Regions from separate parts of the Mus musculus genome. Here region 2 is linked to region 1. A link is a contact called in public Hi-C data. All regions are on one chromosome and are shown on one strand. The core of a region is the stretch at or near the end of the contact, and the rest is flanking DNA. Distances in the headings are between cores, read along the strand shown.

What was found. Hi-C and Micro-C count contacts between places; a contact is called where the count stands out from the background.
Region 2: a contact with region 1 is called in a Hi-C map of embryonic stem cells, with 5 times the contacts expected there. A contact is called at or near these places in 1 of 39 promoter capture datasets (cranial neural crest), 1 of 484 Hi-C or Micro-C datasets (embryonic stem cells) and 1 of 9 other capture datasets (adipose tissue).

Annotation. Positions count from the first base shown.
Region 1 is chr19:3,530,324-3,537,926 of GRCm38.p6, reverse strand. All of the region lies in intron 2 of Ppp6r3 (protein phosphatase 6, regulatory subunit 3), which reads left to right. Among named protein-coding and RNA genes, the nearest start is that of Ppp6r3, 42 kb to the left of the region's middle.
Region 2 is chr19:4,043,125-4,050,727 of GRCm38.p6, reverse strand. No RefSeq gene overlaps it. Among named protein-coding and RNA genes, the nearest start is that of Gstp2, 4.7 kb to the right of the region's middle.

The DNA.
Region 1 (7,603 bases), core at 2,872-5,371:
AAAGTGCAGTCAAGAATGGAAAGGGGAAACTAGACTTTAAGAAGGTGGAAGTTTGTGAGTAGTGAGGGAGGCATGGTAATTAGGAGAAGCCTTGGTTTGTTTGAGTTGAGTCATTGCAGAATCTTCTCTGGACTGAGCCCTTTTGGGTCAGGCTCTGTTCTCTCCCCTCTCTGTAGTAACACATTGTCTGTAGAGTGAGTACTAACTCAGCTTCAGTGTGTCTAGAAAGTCACTGTCCACTTCCATTGAAAGTCAGAAAAGTAATGTGTGTGGTCCCTACTACTGTCAATGATATGATGTCTATTTTTCTCACAGTAAAACTGAGCTGTGCTATGCATTCATGCTGAGCTCTTCAAGGCTTGGCCTGGCCTTCCCCTTTCTCTTTCTGCCTTCTGGGCCTTGAGGCTTGTTTCCCTGCTACAGGGCTGCTGAAGCCTCCTGGGTCTTCTTTCTCTCTGTCTTTACAATTAGAGCTGGAGCACTTCTTTCTCTCTACTATATACCTACTACCTCTTGAGTGTGGGCTCGTAAGCGTATATCATTTTTTTTTTTTCGAGACAGGGTTTCTCTGTGTAGCCCTGGCTGTCCTGGAACTCACTCTGTAGACCAGGCTGGCCTCGAACTCAGAAATCCGCCTGCCTCTGCCTCCGGAGTGCTGGGATTAAAGGCGTGCACAACCACACCCAGCTTGAGGCTTATTTTTATAATGGACTCCTGTGGCAGTCTTCCACAGAGCATCTTTGCTGTGTAGTAAGGTTGGAGGTTTTACTTCCTTTTTGTCTGTTAAGGCTTTTTGTGTTTTGTATTTTTCAAGCAGTTAGTACCATTTATATTACTCCTGTAGTATTGTTGTGGTGTAAATTAGCATTTAAAAAGTTATATGGCAGGCTGGTGAGATAGCTCAGTGGGTAAGAACACCCGACTGCTCTTCCAAAGGTCAGGAGTTCAAATCCCAGCAACCACATGGTGGCTCACAACCATCCATAACGAGATCTGACTCCCTCTTCTGGAGTGTCTGAAGACAGCTACAGTGTACTTACATATAATAATAAATAAATAAATCTTTAAAAAAAAAGTTATATGGCTCAGGGTGTGTTCATCGCAACCTTAGGGAGGCAGGGGTTGGTGGATCTCTGTGAGTTCAAGGCCAGCCTGGTCTATAAATTGAGTCAGGACAGCCAGCAGAGAAATCCTTTCTCAACTAACAGTAACAATAAAGTTACATGGATTTCTTTGTTTCCTTTCTCAAGGGAAAGTAGGGATGTCAACAATGTTCTGGGATACCTGGATATGACAAAGCTGGTTGCTTTTGACACCTTTGAAGAAACTGTGTAGGAACCAATAACAGGCTGTGAGTTTGTTCTGCTTTCTCCAAGAAAGTGTCTTTTAGCCACTTTCCTGTAATCTGGGTACTCCAGAGATGAAAGCAGGGCAATATGGAGTGTGAAGTCAGCCTGGCCTATGTCTCCAGACTCTCTATCTCCTCACCACCCCTCCCAAAAAAAGATGAGTGCATTGTATTGGAGATGGCAAGATGGCTCAGCTAATGTCTTACAGCTGACATTGCTAATCCCTGTGCCTCTACCTCCCAAGGGCCAAGATTACAGGCATGTCTTACTGTGCCTTGTCTCCATTGGCCTTTATGTAGAAAAATTGTTAATGACTAACTTTGCCTGTTGAACAATTGGAGGGACTATTTTAGTACTACAAGAGGATCTTTGGTTAGTGACTGCAACAATCTTAAATGAGTCAGGGTCTCATTGTTGCACAGTACAGTATGGTAGGTGACATGTGACTCTTGAAAACTTCAAATTGAGAAGTCCAATTTGCATGTGCTATACAGGTGTAGCATATACATTGGATTTCCACAAGCTCCTCACTTTTATTTTTGTGTGTGTATATGTGTGGCTGTGTAAGGACAGTCTGGGGTGTCATTACCTAGGAACCACCTTGTTTTGAGACAAGATTTCTTGCTGCTCTGATACTTGGTGATTAGGCTAGATATAGAGACCAGAGTTATTACTTAAATATGTTTCATCTGGGCTGCTCTTAACTATAATTGGACACTCTCTTAACTCGTGGAGGCTTCTTCCTTCTCATCTCTCACCTTCTCCTTCCTCGTGGTCCCCTCCAACTCCCAAGCCCATGAAACCTAAACCCCACCTGTGTCTCTTCTGCCCAGCTATTGGCTCTTGGCATCTTTATTTACCAATCAGAAGTAACTTTAGACCAAGGTGTATGTTCATACTCTCTCTGGGACAACAAGGTCTTGGGGGGGGGGGGGGGTTGTCTCCATACTTAGTATTACAATAGATGGTGAAAGACCAAACTTCAACAGGATTCTATGGATTCAATTCAGATCTCCATGCTTATATAACAAGCAAACTTTACTTACTGAACTGTCCTCCTAGACTCCTCTTAAACCTTTCTGATGTGGCTACTAAAGACTTTACACTTAGATATGGCTTACATGGTGTTTGTATCACTCAGAGGCTAGGAGTGAAAGGAGACTTTGGATACATAGGGATGAGTTTGAGTTGGGGAAGTATGTGTGTCCATGGTTTAGAAAACACGAAAAGTAGGTATAATGGGAGTTTTAAAATATTCTCTTCATAACACTCTTTAAAACAATGGTAAAAGTTTTCTTTTTTGAGGCTTTTCCTATGTGTTACTTGGGCAGAAGCAGCTGTTTCTATTTTTGTATAATTTGTTTGTTGTGCTCCAGGTGTTGAGGTGACTGCAGCCGCTGCAGTGGGAGTTGTTCTAGCAGTGTTACTGCAAGCCTGGTGGATATGCTCTGGTGGTCCCCTTGGACTGCAGTGGGGCTCATTCTGAAATGATGTAGACAGATTTGACTGGGCTGGCATGTTGCTGTGCAGTCTCATAGAACCCTGTGCTCAGGGCTTCCTTTAATGCTTGCCTTAACTTCTTGAACTCGTCACCATCTTGAGTTGTTTTTGGAGACAACGTTTTTGTTTTGTGTCCAGACAGTCTTGGGTATAACTGTCACACAGGGCAGGGTATGGACTGAGAGTTTGGCCGAACCCCACTTCTTCCTGCAGAAAGAAAGAAGTGCTCAGCCGAAGCAGAGCTCTTCAGAGAGATGATGTGGTTCTTGTTATTCCTGCAGTTCACAGTTCATTCACAGGGCAATCAGCAGCAGTTTTCTTTTCAGAGAAACTTGGAGCTTCTGGTAGTATGTGTTTTAAATTTAGCATTTGGTGTAATTGTTCTTCTCTTTGGACAATCATATGGTGTGTAGCTCCCATGTAAACACAGTCCCTTGCGTTAGTATGCTTTTTATGTTACTGTATTCAAATATGATAATAAAAATAAAGGCTAAATTGATTCTTAGTTGTCCCTTTGAATAACAGTTGATGGGCACTATCCCAGACTTATGGCATCAGGTAGATAATACAGAGTCTCATGCCGGAGCTGTTCTTTCCTGAGTCAGAAATCAGACTGCATTTTACAAAACCTCTAGGTGACTCCTTGCCCATAAAGGTTTGAGAGCAAGTGCTCTAAGCTTCCAAGTGGAGCATTGTTGGGGTATTGATAAAATGGTGGCTTCTTTTGAAGTACATTCCAGCTGCTCACTTTCCACAATCAGTTAATGTGATAAGCTGCTAAGGCTTAAAAGTGTTGAGATGAGGTTTCAGGACTGCAAGCTCCAGCAGCCCCACAGCTGGCAATAGAATCCAGGTCTCTGTGAATACTTAATGGCACTGAAGAGATTCCTATTGCTGCGATGAAACACAATGACCAAAAAGCAATTTTGGGAGAAAAGGGTTTGTTTAACTTTGTATTGCTGTTGATAATCAAAGGAAGGAAGTCAGGACAAGAACTCAAATAGGACAGGAATCTGAAGGTAGGATCTGATGGCCATGGAGTGTTCTGCTTACTGGCCTGCTTTCTTTTAGAACCCGAGACTGCCAGCCCAGGGATGGAACCAACCATCAGCCACTAATTCAGATAATGCCTTACAGCCAGATCTTATGGAGGTTTCCTTCCTTTCAGATAACTCTACTTTATGTATCAAGTTGACATAAAACTAGCCCACACAGAGGATAGGATACTCTTGATACTTGGTGGAAGCACCTGATTGTCAGTCAATCATGCTTAAGTTCCTTGGATGGGCTGATGTTGTGTGAGCAGGACCTTGGTTCTCACATCTCCTGTAGATGATGTCCCATGTCTCCCAGACAGTCAGTGCTGATGAAAGGAAATAAAACTTGAGACATGTGATTCATGTAATTTATGTCAAATAGCCCAAAGAGTTGTTTGTGAGCTTTGAAACCTGGGGCTGAGAACATAGCAGAACAGGCCAGGACATGCCCGGGCAGGCCCCTTGTTACATGTCCTGACTGGCCTAGTGCCTCCCTATCTCCTGCCCTTCTGACAATCTGTTGATGTTTAAGTGGACCAATCATGTAAAACCGTGCCAATTCCTCCCCCAGCCCCACCCCTTTCTATAAAAACCCCTAGCTTCCAAGCCACGGGTCGAAACCACTGTCTCCTGTGTGAGATACGATTTGAACCGGAGCTCTGCCATTATGGCTCCACCATGTGGTCAACACCTGTCTCCTGCGGGAGATACGTGTCGGCCCGGAGCTCCGTCATTAAGCCACCTCATGCTTTTACATCAAGATGGTCGTCTGTTCGTGATTCTTGGGTGCACGTCGAATCGGGAATTGAGTGGGGGTTTCCCCACTAGGTTCTTTCACTGACACACTGTGAAATGAAGGGCTCTGTCCTAGGTTACCGTCCACAGCCAACCTTGGTAGTGTATGAAACTAGTCTAACAGTCGTCCGTCCGTCCGTCCCGTGTGCCCCCCCACCCACACACAGGGTTTCTCTATAGCTTTGGCTGTCCTGGAACTTACTTTGTAGACCAGGCTGGCCTCTCACTGAACTCAGAAATCCACCTGCCTCTTCCTCCCGAGTGCTGGGATTAAAGGCTTGCGCTACCACGCCTGGCTTGGTGTAACAGTCTTAATGGATCTGTAGTTAAAGCCTGGATCTGAGGTGAATAGGTTTATTCAAGAGATGGAAATGGGTCCGTTGGCTCTCTTGTGTAGATGGCAGTTTTCACTAGAAGATCAGCAGAGATCATCTGCGGGGTCAGGTGACTCCCTGATGACTTGCTTGCTTGCTCTAAATATCTAGTCCTTTTGTGGGAAAAAAACATTTTCAAACTTCTTGGTTTAATTTGTAAAAGAAGCCTAGGGTCGGTAAAAAAGGGTACCTTGGTCTCTCACCAAATACCTTCCCTTGCTGGCCAGCTTTCCTAGAGTTCCATAAGTAAGCGTCACTCAGCTAAAGTGTGGATTTTAAGTATGTTCATGTGTCCTGCAGACACTTTGTTAGGTCCGTGATGGTGTATGCCTATGTAACCCTAACACTATCAGGCGGAGGCTTGAGGATCAGTTAAAGGTCAGCTTCGGCTACATAGTAAGTTTGGAGGCTACTCTGGGCTGTATGAGATCCTGTCTCAACTATTTTCTTCCTCACCTGTAATATTTTTTGGTTTATTTTTATTGTTAATTCTGACTAGTTTTATTACAAATCTTAGCTTGTGTTGGTCTTTCAGACAAGATCCCCTGCTGTGTAGCCCAGGCTAGCCTAAAGCTTAGAGTCTTTTGGCCTTGGCTTTCTAAGTGCTGATTATAGTCTCAGGCTACCATCCCTGTTTTTGTTTTTGTTTTTTGAGGCAGGGTCCCCTGTATTTGGAAATTTGATCTGTAGATCAACCTGGCCTCAAATTCACAGAGCTCTGCCCATCTGAATAGTTACAGTTTTCAAAAAACTGCATTTTACCTGAGGGAGGGTAATTGAACTTTGTAACTGTTATTTTGTATCTAGCTTCACTTTTCTTCAAAGGGTACCAGCCCAAGGCCAACTAGTTTACCAGTGTCCACTCAGCTTGCTGCAAAATAGGTGATGCTTGCTAGGAGAGTTTACTGTGCCTGCATTTTGGAGTTGAGATAGTGACATGCACAGTTTGGAGACCATTCACTGTGGAAGTACATATTTCCATGTTCTGAACTGTCTGGTGTGGTGATGAAAGAATCAATTGTTTTACAATAAATGCTAAAAAATTTCCTTTTCTCTGTGTTAAATTTTATGTTTAAAATAATTTATATTTTAGATAAGTACTTCAAAACAGTTATGAGATTAGAAAAAGGCCAGGCCAGTAGGAAGGCCATTATAGCCCTGCTGGACACTGGGCATATTATTTCGAGTGGATTATAACAGCCTGGGCAAGGATTGGGTCTCCAGGTAGCTTCCTACCATGTGTAAATTCGAGAGTCAAGACCTCTTTTGTTTTTACTTATATAAGCTTTAGGGCCATTTTGATCACTAGCAAAGCTAAATGTAAGTGAGGTTTGGGGGAATGTACATGTAGGTTTTCTGATTAATGTCATAGCATAGTAGAATTCTCATCTACCCAGTACCTACCTGTGTATGCAGCTGAATGCCATCCTCTGCCTGGGTTTTGTGGGCCATAGATGATCTCTGTCACACACACTCCGTTCTCCAATTCCATCCTTCCCTCAAACCCGACACTATGAAAAAATGTCAAAACCTGCCGGGCGTGGTGGTGGCACACGCCTTTAATCCCAGCACTCGGGAGGCAGAGGCAGGCGGATTTCTGAGGTCAAGGCCAGCCTGGTCTACAGAGTGAGTTCCAGGACAGCCAGGGCTACACAGAGAAACCCTGTCTCGAAAAAAACAAACAAAAACAAAAAGTCAAAACCATTTCTAATTGGCAGGTGGTGGGTTGGATTGGGTGTATTTGCTAACCTACTCTGTTCTTTATTGTAACTACTCAGTCTTTCTCTAAATCCTATATTTGATGCATTTCCTGGCTAAGAATATGATTTGGGCAGTTTCACTTGGTGTGGGTAAATCTACTTGATTTATAATCCAGAGCTGTAACTACACTTTGCAACAATCTATAGCAAACTGTGTGCTCTGAGTTCTTTTGATAGGGTCTTGGGCAACTCAGGAGGACCTTGAATCTTTTGTCCCACAACTCTGGGGAAGTAGTAAAGCTGTAAAAATATGCTTTTAAAAAGTTAGTGATTTTCAAATAAATGAAAAGCAGCTACTCTGGGAGAAGATTTTACTGATGGTGTAACTTCTGTTCCTAAACAAGGATTAACCTCTTTCTTTTCTCTTTGGGAATATAAAAAAGAAAAACTCTCCTTGTCCCCTATCCCCTTTTTAAAAATTATTTTTTATTTCATGTACATTGTTTTGCTTTATGTATGTTTGTGTGAGGGTTTCTGATCCCCTATAACTGAAGTTAAAGACAGTTGTGAGCTCCTGTGTGGGTACTGGGAAATGAACCCAGGTCCTCTGGAAGAGCAGCCAGTGCTCTTAATGGCTGTGCTAACTCTCTGTCACCCTCCGCCCCCATCCCGCCCCGTTCCCCTTTCATATTATTTTCTGGTACTGCTTGTGCTTGTCGGCTGACTAGGATAAAATGACATGGGTTTTAATAAAAGCTTGTCTTGACCATTTCCCCCAAATCTGAAAACTAAAGCAGTATATATATCTTAAGGTTTCCCTCTATTGACTTTTCTGAACTAGTTTTCTG
Region 2 (7,603 bases), core at 2,513-5,012, 510 kb before region 1:
CATGTCCTTGGAGGTGATGAGTGAGAGAAGCTAGAAGAACAGGGTAGAATGCTTCCCTGGCTAGACTTCTACACCAAAGCCTCATTTGTACAGAGTAAGACTGGAGAACCCTGGGCTAGCGAGGTGGCTAGAGAGTAAAGGGACCTGCTACCAAGCTTAATGGCGTGAATTCTATCTCTGGATCTTACGAGATAGAGTGAGAAAGCCAACTCCAGCAGACTATCCTTTTGCCTCCACAGGTACTGTGGTATGAGCATGAGTGCACACATAAACACACACATGCATGCACGCATGCACGCACACATTCATACCAAATGTAACAGAAAAGTATATAGGGGGCTGGAGAGATGGCTCAGAGGTTAAGAGCACTGACTGAGGTGCTGAGGTCCTGAGTTCAAATCCCAGCAGCCATATGGTGGCTCACAACCATCTGTAATGGGATCTGATGCCCTCTTCTGGTGTGTCTGAGGACAATGACATAAAATAAATAAATTTAAAAAGAAATAGAAAAGTATATAAAAAGCGATGATTTCCCCTAGTGGCCTCTGCTGCCTGGGAGGCCTTCATGACTTTGGCACATTGCCTGTCATCCTACAGAGAGAAGTGCTTACTCTGAGGGACCATGGTCTGTGGAAAGGCATTGAGCCAGCTTGGTGGCATTTTCTCTGTGGTCCCGAGCAATGAGGTAGTATCTGAAGCTGTTGAGACCCTCTGAGTCTACTGCAGGAGTGTCTGGAACTCCCACCCGCTGGACCCTGATGTCAGTGCAGGGATGTTGGCAAGTGCTGGACATTGCTCTGGGACACTCCACAGCGACCACCCTGGAGAAGCAAATGACACTGAGAGGTGCTCATGACTCAGTGTCTTGAGGACACTGTATAAGGGGTCAGCAGAGTTTCGGCACAGGATGGACAGCACACTGCACACGTTTAATTTCTGGCTCATCATCCCCACCGCTGCTGTTGCCCAAAAGCTGTTGGACCTTTAGTCCCAGTACTCAAGAGGCAGACACAGGAAGATCTCTGTGAGTTGGAGGCCAGCCTGGTATACAGAGACAGCCAGAGCTACATAGAGAAACCCTGTCTCAAAACAAACAAGGATCCAATAAAACTTTATCTACAGAGGCAGGTGATGGCCAAGGTCCTCCATGTGGAAGCTCTTTCTCTCTCTCTAAAAATTTATTTATTTAACATATGTAAGTGCATTGACACTCTTTTCAGACACACCAGAAGAGGGCATCAGATCCCAATACGGATGGTTGTGAGCCACCATGTGGTTGCTAGGATTTGAACTCAGGACCTCTGGAAGAGCAGCCAGTGCTCTTAACTGCCGAGCCATCTCTCCAGCCCCCAAACTTTTTTTTTTTAATTTGGTTTTTGGGTTTTGGATTTGGGGTTTGGTTTGGTTATTATTTTATGTGAAAGTACTCTGCTGCATGTACACCTGCATGCCAGAAGAGGGCATCGGATCCCTTTATAGATGGGCCTGAACCACCATGTAGGTGCTCAGAATTGAACTCAGGACCTCTGGAAGAGCAGTCAGTACTCTTTTTTTTTTTTTTTTAAAGATTTATTTATTTATTTATTGTCTATGAGTAGCTGTCTTCAGACACGCCGGAAGAGGGCATCGGATCCCATTACAGATGGTTGTGAGCCACCATGTGGTTACTGGGAATTGAACTCAGGACCTCTGGAAGAGCAGCCAGTGCTCTTAGCCGCTGAGCCATCTCTCCAGCTCAAGTCACTACTCTTATTAACCACTAAGCCATCTCTTCAGTCCAAGCCTTCACATTCTGTGGTGACCTAGCACACACTAACCTCAACTCCACTAGCAAATTGCAGAGAGAAGTTGTTTCAGGGGGGAAAAAAATGAGAAAAAAAAAAGCTGGAGAGACGGCTCAGTGGTTAGAAGGTCTTTCAGAGACCCGGGTACAGTGTCCAGCACTCACATAGTGGTCACAGCATCCATACATCCAGTTCCAGGGGATCTGATGCTCTCTTCTTACCTCTAAGAGCACCATGGTGCATGTGATGCACATACATGCACGCAAAACACTCGTGCATGTAACATAAGATAAATCAAAATTAAAACAAAAACAAGAGGTTAGGGGTTGTTGAGCAGACATACTTCTAAGAGACAGGTGGTTGACGTGTGTGTGTGTGTGTGTGTGTGTGTGTGTGTGTGTGTGTGTGTGTGTGTAGATGTGAAGTTTGAGACTGAGAGTGCATGAAGGTATTGACAAAGGGAGGCCATGGGACCACTGTCACCCAGTCCTTACCACTGGTCCCCCATGGTTGAGGAAGGACTGTCGTTGCTGTCACACTGTCACTTACTGACCTAATGCAGCTGCGGGCATTCCCGGTCAGATGGCTGCAGACTGTGCTGGAGAGAGGTGCTGGGGGAAGAGGGAATTTCTCCTATCCATGCTTTCTCCTCAAATGCTCTAAGACTGACATATTAGAGTCTGGAAGTCCTTCCTGCCCCAAGGGTCTTGAGGAGAGCCTCTCATCTCAGGATCTGCTTGCGGGTGACAAGAGATTGGCTGTCATCTCATTTCCCTGGGATTCAGCTCCTTGAAGCCACTAAGGTTGGCAACTAAAACCAGAGTTTTAATAAATCCTAGTTTGGCAAAGTAAAACAATAGACTGATCAAGTCCACCAGGGGGCGCAAGTGTCTCACAAGTTCCCGTTGCATCAACTGCAACAGCCTTCTGCAGAGCCAAGTACACACAGAGGACGCACATTGTGGAAATACAGAAGCACAAAAAGGACAGTTAGGAGTGTAAAATAGAATAAAGAGTGGGCTAGCAAGATGGCTCAGCAGATAAAGGCATTGCCACCAAGCATGATGTGACACTCCCTTGCATGACACAATAAATAAATAAGTGATTTTCTCAACGTTGAAACAGTAAATAACAGATTCACATACCATATAAAACTGAAAGATGAAAATATAAAAAGCTGGTGGTTGCAGTAAACGACACTTAAAGTTCTAGCTCCATGGGACGCTGAGACAGGAGGATGGCGACAGCTCAGGAGCCTCAGACTAACCTGAGTTAGTCCCAAGGCCCTGCCTCCTCCTCCTCCTCCTCCTCCTCCTCCTCCTCCTTCTTCTTCTTCTTTTCTTTTAAAGTAGTCATTTTAGTTTCTATGGATGCAAGCTCTATTATTCATGTACTGCCTAGAGACATAAAACCCAACAGACCCCTGCCCCAACTTCAAGGAGTCAGAAATCCTGTGACATGCCATCTCTGCTTTGGTACCAGGAAGAGCATGAGACTCTTTGAGGCTTCCAAAGCTTCGGGATGTCCAGGGTCATTTTGAGAGGGCTCCTTGGGGTTCTGCCTGGTGGTCCCTCTTGGTGTCAAATGGCAGCTACATATTTTCCAATAATTGTGGGCCTCAGCCAACCACTTCAGCTTCATCTCCTGCCTTTTATAGAAGAACCAAATCCTAACACTGGATAATCCTATCCTTTTGTCAGTTTGAGTTTGTCAGCCAAGGCCCAGTCTCCTCCTTAGGACTCTCCTCGTTCTTGAAGTTCTTTGTTAGCGCCAGTAACTGCTCACTGATGACCCGGCAGATTCATCAAAGTAGGGCAGGCTCAGACTTGTCTCTCTCTCAGTTCCTTCTTCCAGGTTGCCGCTCACTTGAATTTCGTTCTTCACTTTTCCCAAGACCGTGTCTTAAATACAGATAAATCAGGCTGGGCGTGTAGCTCAGTTTGCAGAATGTGTGCTTAACAGGCACAAAGTTCAGAGTTCCACCCCCAGCGCCATAGAAACTGGGTGTGGTGGGACACACCTGCATCTCCAGCACTAAGGAGGTAGAAGTAGGAGGATCAGAAGTTCAAGGTCATTTTCCAATATGTGGAGGGTTTGAGGTCAGCCTTTGATAGAGTTGGCAGGGCCCATGAACAATTGTATGAGTGTGTGTGTGTGTGTGTGTGTGTGTAAAACAACTTAAACTGTAGAATAAAATGGTGAGTAAAACATTTGTTGGAGACTGTTGAAGACTGTTGGAAAAAGATAAACAGAGGTCGGCTATCTCTGTCTCCTGACTGCCGAGATTAAAGGTGGTACAGCACAGACAGCTATGCAGAAGATAGGAAATGGTACTTAAACAGAGACAATGTACCCATGTGCAAAAAAGCTCAGGAAAAGAAACTCAACACAAGAAACTAAGTTAACACAACCAAGACAGAACACGACAAAATGTCCAGCTGGAAATCAAAGCTCAGTCCTCAGGCAAAAAAAAAAAAAAGGCAAGCCCTCTACCACTGAGCAGCACCACATCCATTTGGATGGCAAGGCGAAAGAAAGCTGCAGTTGTTGCTGCTGCTTCGTTGCTTCGCGCTGGGGAGGTTGGAGGAGTTCTTCCACAATGCTGGTGGAAGCGGAAAACATTCCAGCTACCTTGGCAGCATCTTAGCAAGTGAAATGTGTTCTTCCGGCATGACTCAGCTGTCTCTCTACTACACACGTAGCGTGAGCTCTACTGTTTACCCAACTAATATGCAATCCCGTCGGGCAGCTGAATCCATCATCCCTGTGAGCTCAGCTGCGCCCCAGCTGGTAAATGGATAAATTGTAGCAATCTAGTCAAGTCACTATGATTCAGCAACAAAACCCTCGCAAACATACATATCCCATCCTTTTGCCCAGGGAAGCTGGCCCGCCTCTGGCCCAGGGCCACACCTTCTGCTTCCTCCTGGCAGTTTCCTGTATTTTGGAGTGTCACAGGCATGAAAACCACACTCTGTGGAACTGGAGTTCATCTCTCCCTGGGATTGGATTCCTTCCAGGTGAGAAGATGCAGGGATTCCTTCCATACCGTTGGTGGGAACAGAAGAGTCTCTGGCCTCCTCCCCAGGATTTTAGGAAGTAATTTTTAGACAGTACCTCAGTCTTCAGGTCGGGTTTCCTTTGCAGTCACAATCCTCCCGCCTCAGCCTCCAGAGGGCTGGGATTCTAGTCATACATAATCTTACTCAGCTCAGCCCAGCTCAGTTCTCTTTTTGCACATGTGTGTGTTTGCATGTATATGAATGCATGTTCACACGCGCACACCTGTGTGTGGAGGTCTGAAGTTGACACTGAAGAATGAAAAATTACTGGCCTCTTGTGAGAACATGAACTTTTTACCTCGGAGCCCACCCCCTCCCATCTAAAGGTTGTTCTCGGAACACTCCTAAACTTTTCACCCCAAAACTCCTCACCCTAAAGTTCGACCAAGAACATTTTTGAGATAAAGGCCTCCTGAAACAACCTCAAAATGAACCAGGTACTCCTTAGTTACGTAGAATCCTTTGGCAGAACCCCTTGTCCCTTGGCAGAACTCCCTAGTGATGTAAACTTGTACTTTCCCTGCCCAGTTCTCCCCCTTTGAGTTTTACTATATAAGCCTGTGAAAAATTTTGGCTGGTCGTCGAGACTCCTCTACCCTGTGCAAAGGTGTATGAGTTTCGACCCCAGAGCTCTGTGTGCTTTCATGTTGCTGCTTTATTTCGACCCCAGAGCTCTGGTCTGTGTGCTTTCATGTCGCTGCTTTATTAAATCTTGCCTTCTACATTTTATGTATGGTCTCAGTGTCTTCTTGGGTACGCGGCTGTCCCGGGACTTGAGTGTCTGAGTGAGGGTCTCCCCTCGAGGGTCTTTCAACACCAGGCACCCTCCTCAATGGCTCTCTGCCCTTTTTTTTTTTTTTTTTAATTGAGGCAGAATCCCAAATAAACTCAAGATCACCAATTCCAGCATGTCTGACTAGCTAACTAGGAGTCTTATCTCTGTCTCTCAGGTGATGGGATTACAGGTCAAAAATCTGTACTTATAACTACATAAAGTCCTCTAGTTCTTGGGCCAGATACTCTGAATAAGGCAGTAACCCAAAGTATGGGTTGGGGGAGGGGGAGGGCTAGAGTGTAGATTTTCTTCTTCCTTTATATCTTTGAGAGCAGAGTAACAGGTTCAGTGATATACCTGTAGTTCCAGCACTTAAGAGACTGAGGCAGAGGAGTTGCTACAAGTTTAAGGCCAGCTTATGCAGTCTAAACAGAGCCCACTGTTAGGAGCTAGCAGTTTCCACCAGGCAAGAAAAAAAAAATTCAAGAACACAAGAAGGGCCCATGACCCGTCCAGCAGGTCCAGTTTTTCGAGGGTCTTGAGGGGACCTTCTCCTAAGAACCAAATTGGGGGGGAGGGTAGAGAGAGACGAGGGTCTTGTGCGAATAATGACAAGGAAACCTTCTGAATTGCATCAAGACCCCACTGCATTGAGAAAGGCCCAAGGCTTAAATGCACAAGCAAAAGGGGAAGTACAGATACTTATCAGCAGGAGGGGTGGGGCAATACAAGCAAAAGGAGAAGTACTTATCAGTGGGGGGCTGGGGGCAATAGAATTTGCACATTTTTTAGGCAGTTACACAGGGAAGCAGGAACTTGGTGGTATCAGGGTTTGGTCGGGACATCTGTGATGACTTAGGGCTGGAACATTCTGTGGTTGTTCTCAGAATCGGTGTGTGGTGGCCCGCTTTTGACTCCCTTTTCTTCTCGGGGGAGAGGCCCAATTCAGAGATCAAGAGTTGTCTTAATAGCTCCCAACAGGCCCAGAACCTCAGTGATGAAAACTGGGGCCTGAGGGAGCTGACAGTAGTTGAGAATGTGACGCTACAGTGCATGCATATACACCTGTCCCAGGTTCTACGGATGCAGATGCATCCCAGATACAGCCAGGAACTGAGAGGGGAGTAGATGAACACAATAAGAAAGGGCAGGCTCAGCCTGGGGTCCAATAGGGACTGGGAATCCAGTAGTCCCTTAGCCCCCACACATGTCTGTGCTCTATAGAAGGGGCAGAAAGGCCAGGACTGTGCTGTGGGAAAGGGGAATGGTCAGTATTTTATGATCCACAGGGCACAGAGTCAAAGCCTGGGGAGGGGCTAGGGGCAGGGTTGGGCGTGGAAAATGTTTCTGCATGAATTTCAGTTCAAAATGAGAAGTTGACTTCTGCTCCTTTGAAGTAACTGAGTAGGGAAAGAGGAGGAGACAGACCAGCAAGAACCAGACACCAAAAAAAAAAAATAAATAAAAATAAAAATAAAAAAGAGAAAAAAAGTGAAAAAAAAGAACAAGAAAGAAAGAAAGAAAGAAAGAAAGAAAGAAAGAAAATAAAGAAAAAGAACCAGACACCAGGGCTGGTGAGATGGCTCAGTGGGTAAGAGCACCCGACTGCTCTTCCGAAGGTCAGGAGTTCAAATCCCAGCAACCACATGGTGGCTCACAACCATCCGTAACGAGATCTGGCGCCCTCTTCTGGAGTGTCTGAAGACAGCTTCAGTGTACTTACATATAATAAATAAATCTTTAAAAAAAAAAAAAAAAAAAAGAACCAGACACCAGCTAGGACAGGCAGGCTGCGGGAGGAAAGAGTGAGACACAGGTGTAGCTACCTACAACTGCTTGAATAGTCCAAATCCCCATTACCCAGGGAGACACAGAGAAGGGAGAAGCAAGGAAGGAAGGGGAGACTGAAGAAAGAAACAGCCCTTAGCCAGCCTGAGGGAAGACATAGCTGCCCCCTCAACACCAGAGGGCATGACTGAAGA